Regions from separate parts of the Pan troglodytes genome. Here region 2 is linked to region 1. Evidence: chromatin contacts called from public Hi-C data. All regions are on one chromosome and are shown on one strand. The core of a region is the stretch at or near the end of the contact, and the rest is flanking DNA. Distances in the headings are between cores, read along the strand shown.

Region 1 (3,808 bases), core at 843-3,342:
GGAGGAGGATCGAACGGATCCCTCCCGCCCTCCGCCCAAGGAGCCGACCCGGGGTAGCAAGGTAGGGAAATGAGCCGTAAAGGAGAGCAAAGGCACCAAATAAAAGGAACAAGGGAAGAAAAAATATCCCAACCCCTCCAGACTTGGGTCTGTCCCGGCGGAAATAAAAAGCCGCAGCAGTCCAAACCCTCCTGCCCTCAACCCACGCCCCCTTTCTCAGTCCCTGCGGAGGGACGGTGCCCGGGGATCCCTCTCAGCCTCCCCCAGTGCGCGCCCGGGGACGAGCCGCCCGAGCCCCGGCCGGCAGGAAGCGACCCTCGCCGGCAGGACCCCGGGCCGAACCCGTACCTTCCGCAGCACTTTCCGGCAGTTGGTACAGAGCAGGTAGTTGGCGGCGGCCGACGGGCTGCCGCCGCCCCGGTTCATCGTGGCTGCGGGCGCCGAGGCGAGAGCGGGCGGAGGGCCGGGTCCGGGCTGTCACTGCGGCCACTGCAGGGCCGGTCCGTCCCCCCGCCGCCAGCCGCGATTCCGCCTCAGCCTCCTCAAGGCGGGATGTCGGGAGGAGAGGCGACTGCCTGAAAGCTAGCGGCACTGCCAGAGGCGACCACCGCGGCAGCTGCCCCAGCGACGGCGGAGACGGCGGCGGCTGCTCCTCACCGGCCCGTTGTTCCACCCGCCCCCATCTTCCAGACCCCCGCCCCCGCCAGGCTAGGACGAGCAGCCGCCACCGCTGCCACCGCCACCGCCGCCGCCGCAGCGCCTCAGTGCGGCCCCGCCTCCGCCGCCCCACCACCTTCACCACCTCCACGCTCCGGTACCGCCCCTCCCGCCAATCGGACAGCTCCGGCTACGCCCCCAGGGCGCTAGCCCGCAGCCAATGAGCAACGAGAGCCCGACTGGGAGTCGCGCCGGCCAATCGCAGGGGCCGAGGAAGCCTTGAATCTCCGGGCAAGTTAAGTTTATCTCCGAGGCTCGGAACTGAAGGGAGATGGCGGTTAGCTAAGTAGTAGGGTAGCAGGGAACAGTTTGCTCTCCTCTGCCAATAAGAGGACGAGGGTGTGTCATATGCAAATATACTGCCCTCCAAGCCCCACCCCCAAGATAAGCTACGCCCCCTTCTCCAGGTCCCTGCAGAAGTGGTGAGGAGAATGAGATAAATAGTTGGGAGCTAGAGCTCGCTAGAGAGTCTAAGATTGAGCTAAATATTTCCTGATCTCTCGAGAAAGGGGGAGGGGAGTGGGAGGATTAAATGTTCCTTCCTTCAGGGCAGTGGTTAGGCTTTCTCTCCACCAAAATCTAACTTTAGCTGTAAAGAAGACTGCAGTTATGTAGCACTTTGTATCCAGGGATCTCAAAGAACTTTACGCATCATTTATTGTGAACCTTGTTTTGCAAAGATTTCAGTTACTTGAGGCTTGGGAGGCGGATAGGGGATAAATGTCTGAGTTATATATATATTTACGCAAGTAATCGAGTTTGAGGGGAGAGACACAAAACCTCTGGTTTAGCGGTTTCCTCTTGTTTGTGAAGCACCTTCTAGCAGTTATCTTAGAGATGTAAGTTCATTTACTTGTCCAGCACTAAAAGGCCAAAGGGGCTTGTTTTCTCACCCAAAAGACCTTCCTGAGGCAGCTGTTCGGATACATGCAGAGCACAGCGCCCTGCTCAGAAAGGAAGGTTCAGAGAACAAATTGCCGTTTAAAACTATTGGGACAAACCTACCTCTTCTAAAGCTTAAAATGGTAAGTCAGGGTTTTAGCGTCCACGTTCTGCGGAGAGAAGGCAGACTTGACTGGGGAAAGCGCAGGCTGACCGAGTGTGGGGGGACAGACGGGTAGGGGAGCCAGGTCTCCCGAAGGGGCTAGCAATGCGCGTCCGAGTCGAATGCGGGTTCCCGATGCTAGACGCCCGCAACCTGCTCCAGAGTGAGAACAAAGGCCGGCGCAGAGCGAGAACCTGATTGGTGCCCGGTCCTCACTCGTGTCCTCCGGGCCCCAGAGATAACTTGCATCGCCTACTGGCAAGGAGCTCTGTGCTCACTGGAGCCCAGCTCCCCACCCGGCCATGGCCGTGGCCACAGGACTGTGCATTATGACATCACCTGTTTTCGATTTTTAGAACCTAATCAGTATTCTCGGCTTCTCCTTTTTTAAAGGTCTCCAGCGTACCAGGATTTGTGAAGGCCTGAAGTTCGTAGAATGAAATCTATGTGGAGATGATTTAAAAGAACGGTTTCACTGGTTTGCATTTCTTTCTTTTCTTTTTAATTAAAAAAAAAAAAAACAACCCTGGTTTCCTTAGGGATTCAGGGTGGTGTTATGCAAAATCGGAAAGGTACACTTGGAGGAGCTAGCAAGTTTAGCATATCAAAGCTATTAGACCAATTTGTGCGGTTAAAACTGCCATTCTCATTTCTCAACAGCTGTCTCCTCTCTGTCCCTTTTTAGAGACCAACACATATAAACCAAGTCTACACAAGAAACAAAGGTAATGGAAATCTGCTAGTATCAGGTTTAAATAGATCAAAATAGAGTAGAAAACCCCAAAAGGGTCTAAGTTATGTAGTTGGGTAAAGGTGTTGATCTATTTAGCCAGTGTTAGCTAAAGGTCGCTTGATGCTGTGTAGACATATATAACTAAAGAGCAATGAATGGTGTGGGGAAGGTGCTTAAGATTCAGTTAGAAGAAACTGTAAAAGCAAGTAAATTCAGAAAAGGAGGGAATTACCACATGCCCTTCGATGCAGAGAACCAAGAAATGCAGGGAGAAAGTCAGCAAGGCACAGTTTTTCTAAGAAACACATATGTGTCCCCATTTAGTGGTAAATTTCTTGGGCTATATTCCTGGCTGGTTCTGGCTTTTAAAGCAGATTTTATTTGAGTATATTTTAAAGGAAAGGAGAAATTGAAGGATGAAGTGAATTTTTGTGCAGATTGAATTTTCTCAAATAGAATTTTAAATTCATATTGTTTTCTAGCACATTCTTCTTATAACCTTTTCTTTTCTTTTTTCACTTGACAGCTAAAATCCTTTCGAAATGAGTTCCTTTAATTTCTTCAGTAACTAAATCCTCCAGAAAGGAAAGCCGAGAGAATCTAGTCCTATACAATAACACCCTCTAACAAAGATCGCTAAAGGAAGATTTTAGTAGATGAATATCTTCAATAATACATGGTCACATACATGTATCTGACCATATGATGGCTCTCTGCACCAAATTCCTCCAAACTATTATAATATGTATTGTCTGTAGTGCTATTTATTTGGAAGTTAATCATGTATTACATTGTGACATTTCTTACAGTGAACCATTATGTATGTGTTTATGTTCTGCCCTCAACTACTCAATGCCAGTACCTTATTCTTAACACAGCAGCCACCCTTTCTGATCTGTCCTCACACCCTCATTCCCATCATAGTTATTCTCCTCTCTCATGGAAATGTTCAGTTTCTGGACATCTCCTTTCTCTTCCATTCTTCACCTGACCTTCCTTCCTTTCTTGGCCAGCCTGAATATTATAAAGGGAATTTTATTTCAAACCCAGGATCACACTTAAGAGGAAAAGAAACAAAAGCCAGTTCTTTTTATTGCACATAGAACAAGGAGAAACTCCACCCCTTTTGTTGTCTGGTATGTTTAAAACAAGAAAGAACTTTAGAAAAGTAGGATATGAGTGAAAATTACAACCAATGTTGATAACTACTTTTTAATTTTTTATTACAAAATTAGGATGATACTTCATTAAACATTGTACATCATTTCAAAACTGTTATCTCATAATCATGTTGCTTGTTTTGGATTATTCTT
Region 2 (3,488 bases), core at 47-2,546, 480 kb after region 1:
TATAAGTGCCCCAGAAGATTTTCCCCTTCCTCCCTGTCACATACCTCTTTGCCTCAACCCACTTAAATTCTGAGAAAAAAATCAATACAGTTAAATGAATGTAAGTATGGGTTTATCATTGTCTCTTTAAGTAGAATTATGTCCACGTTTTACAAGTTCCATTTCTTTAGCTGTCAAAAACTAGTTTTATTTAGCTGAGGTTGAGAATACTGGGCAGAGTCAAGGTGAGCATCTACTGAAAAGCTTTGGAAACACTCCAGGTATAAAGCTGAAGACATTAATCACCAGAATAACAAATGAAATTGAATTGTTCTAGAATTGGGCTCCTTCACCTCATTTTCCACTTCTTCTTCCAGTGTGGTCATCAGGATTCAATCCTGGTCCTATGCTGTCCATAAGATAATATCAAAGGGAGCAGACACTCAACATTTACTTCTTTTTATCTCGATTCTAATCAAGAAAATATGACAATATTTCTGATATCTCTTCTCAAAAAACTTTTTTTTTTACTCTAAGTTCTGGGATACATGTGCAGAATGTGCAGGTTTGTTACATAGGTATACATGTGCCATGATGGTTTGCTGCACCTGTCAACGCATCATCTAGGTTTTAAGCCCCGTATGCATTAGGTATTTGTTCTAATGCTTTCCGTTCCCTTGCCCACTACTGCCTGACAGGCCCCAGTGTGTGATGTTCCCCTCTCAGTGTCCATGTGTTCTCGTTTTTCAACCCTCACTTATGAGTGAGAAGATGCAGTGTTTGGTTTTCTGTTCCTGCGCTAGTTTGCTGAGAATACCTGAAAGCTTTGAAAAATCAGATTATCATTAAGAAATAATTCTTAAACTCAAAAATTTTGCCCAAAGAACTTCCTTCTCTGGAGACCTGAAAGAACAAATTAAATACTCATCATAAATATCCAAGTGCAAAACTACCAGTTTTGCATTTATAAAACTACCAGTTTGCAGATGAGGAAACTAAGATTCAGGAAGTGTAAATGATTTACCCCGGCATGAAGCTAGTTAATAGAAGAGCAGGTTGCTCCTTACTCTTACTATCTTACTTTTTTGTTAATCATTTATACACAAATCCTGAGTACCTACCATATCCATGGCACTAAGGGCTGTGAAGGGAACAAATCCAAAACATTCATGGTTCCTCCTCCCAATATTATTATTAGATACTTTAAACATTACAATAATGATAACCACTATATATCAAATACTCATTACGGGGGAGAAACTGGGTCAATATCATGGTCACAGACATTCTCTTGATATGAGTGTTAGTTTCTTCAGTTTACAGATGAAGAAAATGAAACTGGTATGCAAAATGTCATATAATTGTCTCAAATCACACAGTTCATCAGAAGCAGAGGTCAAATTTGAACTTACATTTGCCTGATTCCAAGACCTTTGCTCTTAACTATATCATAAGCTGATGTAGTTCTACAACTGAAACTTAACATTTACCTCCAGAGACGATGGAAGATACTTTAGCTAAAAGTAAAAGAAATTTTCAAAAATAAGGTTTATTAACGCTAGAATAATTTAACATAGGGACCCTGTAGACCTTCATCACTGTAGGTGAGTTGAAAATGAGAGGATACTAAATTAGAGGTTTTATTTAAGAGTGGGTCTACCTAATTGCCTAGTAGGAAGTGAAACCAAATGATATTTCAAGCTTTCTTTTATCCTATGACTTTAAGGAAAAACAATAACAACCATAAAACACCACCACCTACAACAACAGTCTTCTGTGTTTTCCCATGCATTCAAATGAGCTAAAAAGTGATAAATGCATTGCAAGTAAAATAGCTATGCAGCACTCTTGGGAAATGTGGTTCCACGGATATGCCACAGAGACTTTCATTGTAAAGCCTGGTACTGAAGTTTGGACAAAGGTGTGTTTGTGTGCAGTGACTAAGCTTGTGTGGGAGGGAGGCAACCACTGCAGATGGCTGAAAAATATGCTAATGTTGAAAGACCCATGTGATGGCTGGCATCCTGAAAGAGAGACAGATGTTTCCTCCCAAGAAGAATTTTAGAACAAGTGGCTTGCTGACCTATTCAGGCTTGATTCCTTAACTGCATCTCAGGGTCATACACACGTCAGAACCACTGAGACAATTGTCCTCCTCACTTTGTACCCCAGGAAAGAGATAGAGCAGCTAATTAATCACAAGGCCTTTGCTGATAATACCTTTCATTTGAAATTTTTGTTGTTTCTGTTTTTAAGATGTTTTCAAGATGTTTTCATGTTCTCTGAGACTTGCTTTCAGAATGCTGCCTCTGTTCACATGCTGGGTCTCCTACAGTGCTCACATTGCTCCACTCTCTGTACGTTTTGTTTTTTTTTTTTTTCCCCATAAAAACCATCCCTCTTATATTCACTTTTTAAGTCTTTCTTTTCCCCACTAAACTATATGCTCATTTCATGGCAGGGAGCATGACTAACTTGTTAACCACAAAATCCCAAGAGCCCAACATAATGCAAGATACATAGAAGTCTCTCAAAAACATCTTTTCTCAGAACTCCTGAGAATACCTACAAGACATTCTCAGATATACTAGAGAGGCAGAGCGTAGATTGTCTTGTATTAGTCTACTTAAACAAGATTGTTCATTCCTTCATTTATTCAACAAAACTTCTGGGGTTTATATCATGTGTCAGGCACTGCTCTAAATGACCAGGATGCTGCAATAAAAAGAACAACAACAAAAATTCCCATCCTTGTGGGTTTAGGGTGTTAGCATCAATATATTTTAAAAAGAAATTGAAAAAAACCCAGGTACTTTGACTACAAAAATCATTTTGTTTGCAGATTACCTAACACTGCTAACTCAAGTTCCTGGGTCTATAGAAGAAAAATAAAATTAAAAATTAAAAAACAGCCAGGCGCAGTGGCTCACGACTATAATCCTAGCACTTTGGAAGGCCGAGGCGGGCAGATTATCTGAGGTCAGGAGTTCGAGACCAGCCTGGTCAACATGGTGAAACCCTGTCTCTACTAAAAAAAATACAAAAAAAAAAAAAGTTAGCCAGGAGTGGTGGCACATGCTTGTAATCCCAGCTACTTGGGAGGCTGAGGCAGGAAAATCGCTTGAACCCAAGAGACAGAGGTTGCAGTGAGCCGAGATCATGCCACTGCACTCTAGCCTGGGCAACAGAGCGAGACTCTGTCTCAAAAAAATAAAAATAAATAAATTAATTAATTAATTAAAATTCAAAAACATTGCTAAGGATCTCATGCGTTTTCTTCTATCTTAATCAGGTGGGGATTGTCCCCATAAACAAGAAGAGTTTTAACCTGCAAAGTACAACTTAAAGAAATATAAATATGCTGTAATGGTTATGAAAGCTAACTGTGTACCACTCCATCCCCACCTTTCTGCTTCTGGCATTACAAGCTCTCCAATAGCTTTAGCATAAATTCACATGTCCTATTGTTTCTTGCCACCTCTCAGGGTTCTGAAGGAATAGGCACCAGG

Evidence for each region. Hi-C and Micro-C count contacts between places; a contact is called where the count stands out from the background.
Region 2: a Hi-C map of stem cell-derived neural progenitor cells shows a contact between it and region 1, with 4 times the contacts expected there. The contact joins the enhancer-like site here to the promoter of SESN3 in region 1. A contact is called at or near these places in 2 of 7 Hi-C or Micro-C datasets (blood and stem cell-derived neural progenitor cells) and 1 of 1 datasets of contacts at active chromatin or transcription factors (stem cell-derived excitatory neurons).

What each region holds. Positions count from the first base shown.
Region 1 is chr9:97,342,392-97,346,199 of NHGRI_mPanTro3-v2.0_pri, forward strand. It overlaps SESN3 (sestrin 3), which reads right to left and starts at 2,093. Exons shown (of 11, transcript NM_001280335.1): 1 at 1,723-2,093.
Region 2 is chr9:97,818,980-97,822,467 of NHGRI_mPanTro3-v2.0_pri, forward strand. No RefSeq gene overlaps it. Among named protein-coding and RNA genes, the nearest start is that of FAM76B, 74 kb to the right of the region's middle. Within about 2 kb of position 1,297, at least 4 of the 24 cell types and tissues checked have an H3K27ac peak or open chromatin away from gene starts, as enhancers often do. A contact at or near this core is called in stem cell-derived neural progenitor cells, where this site is marked.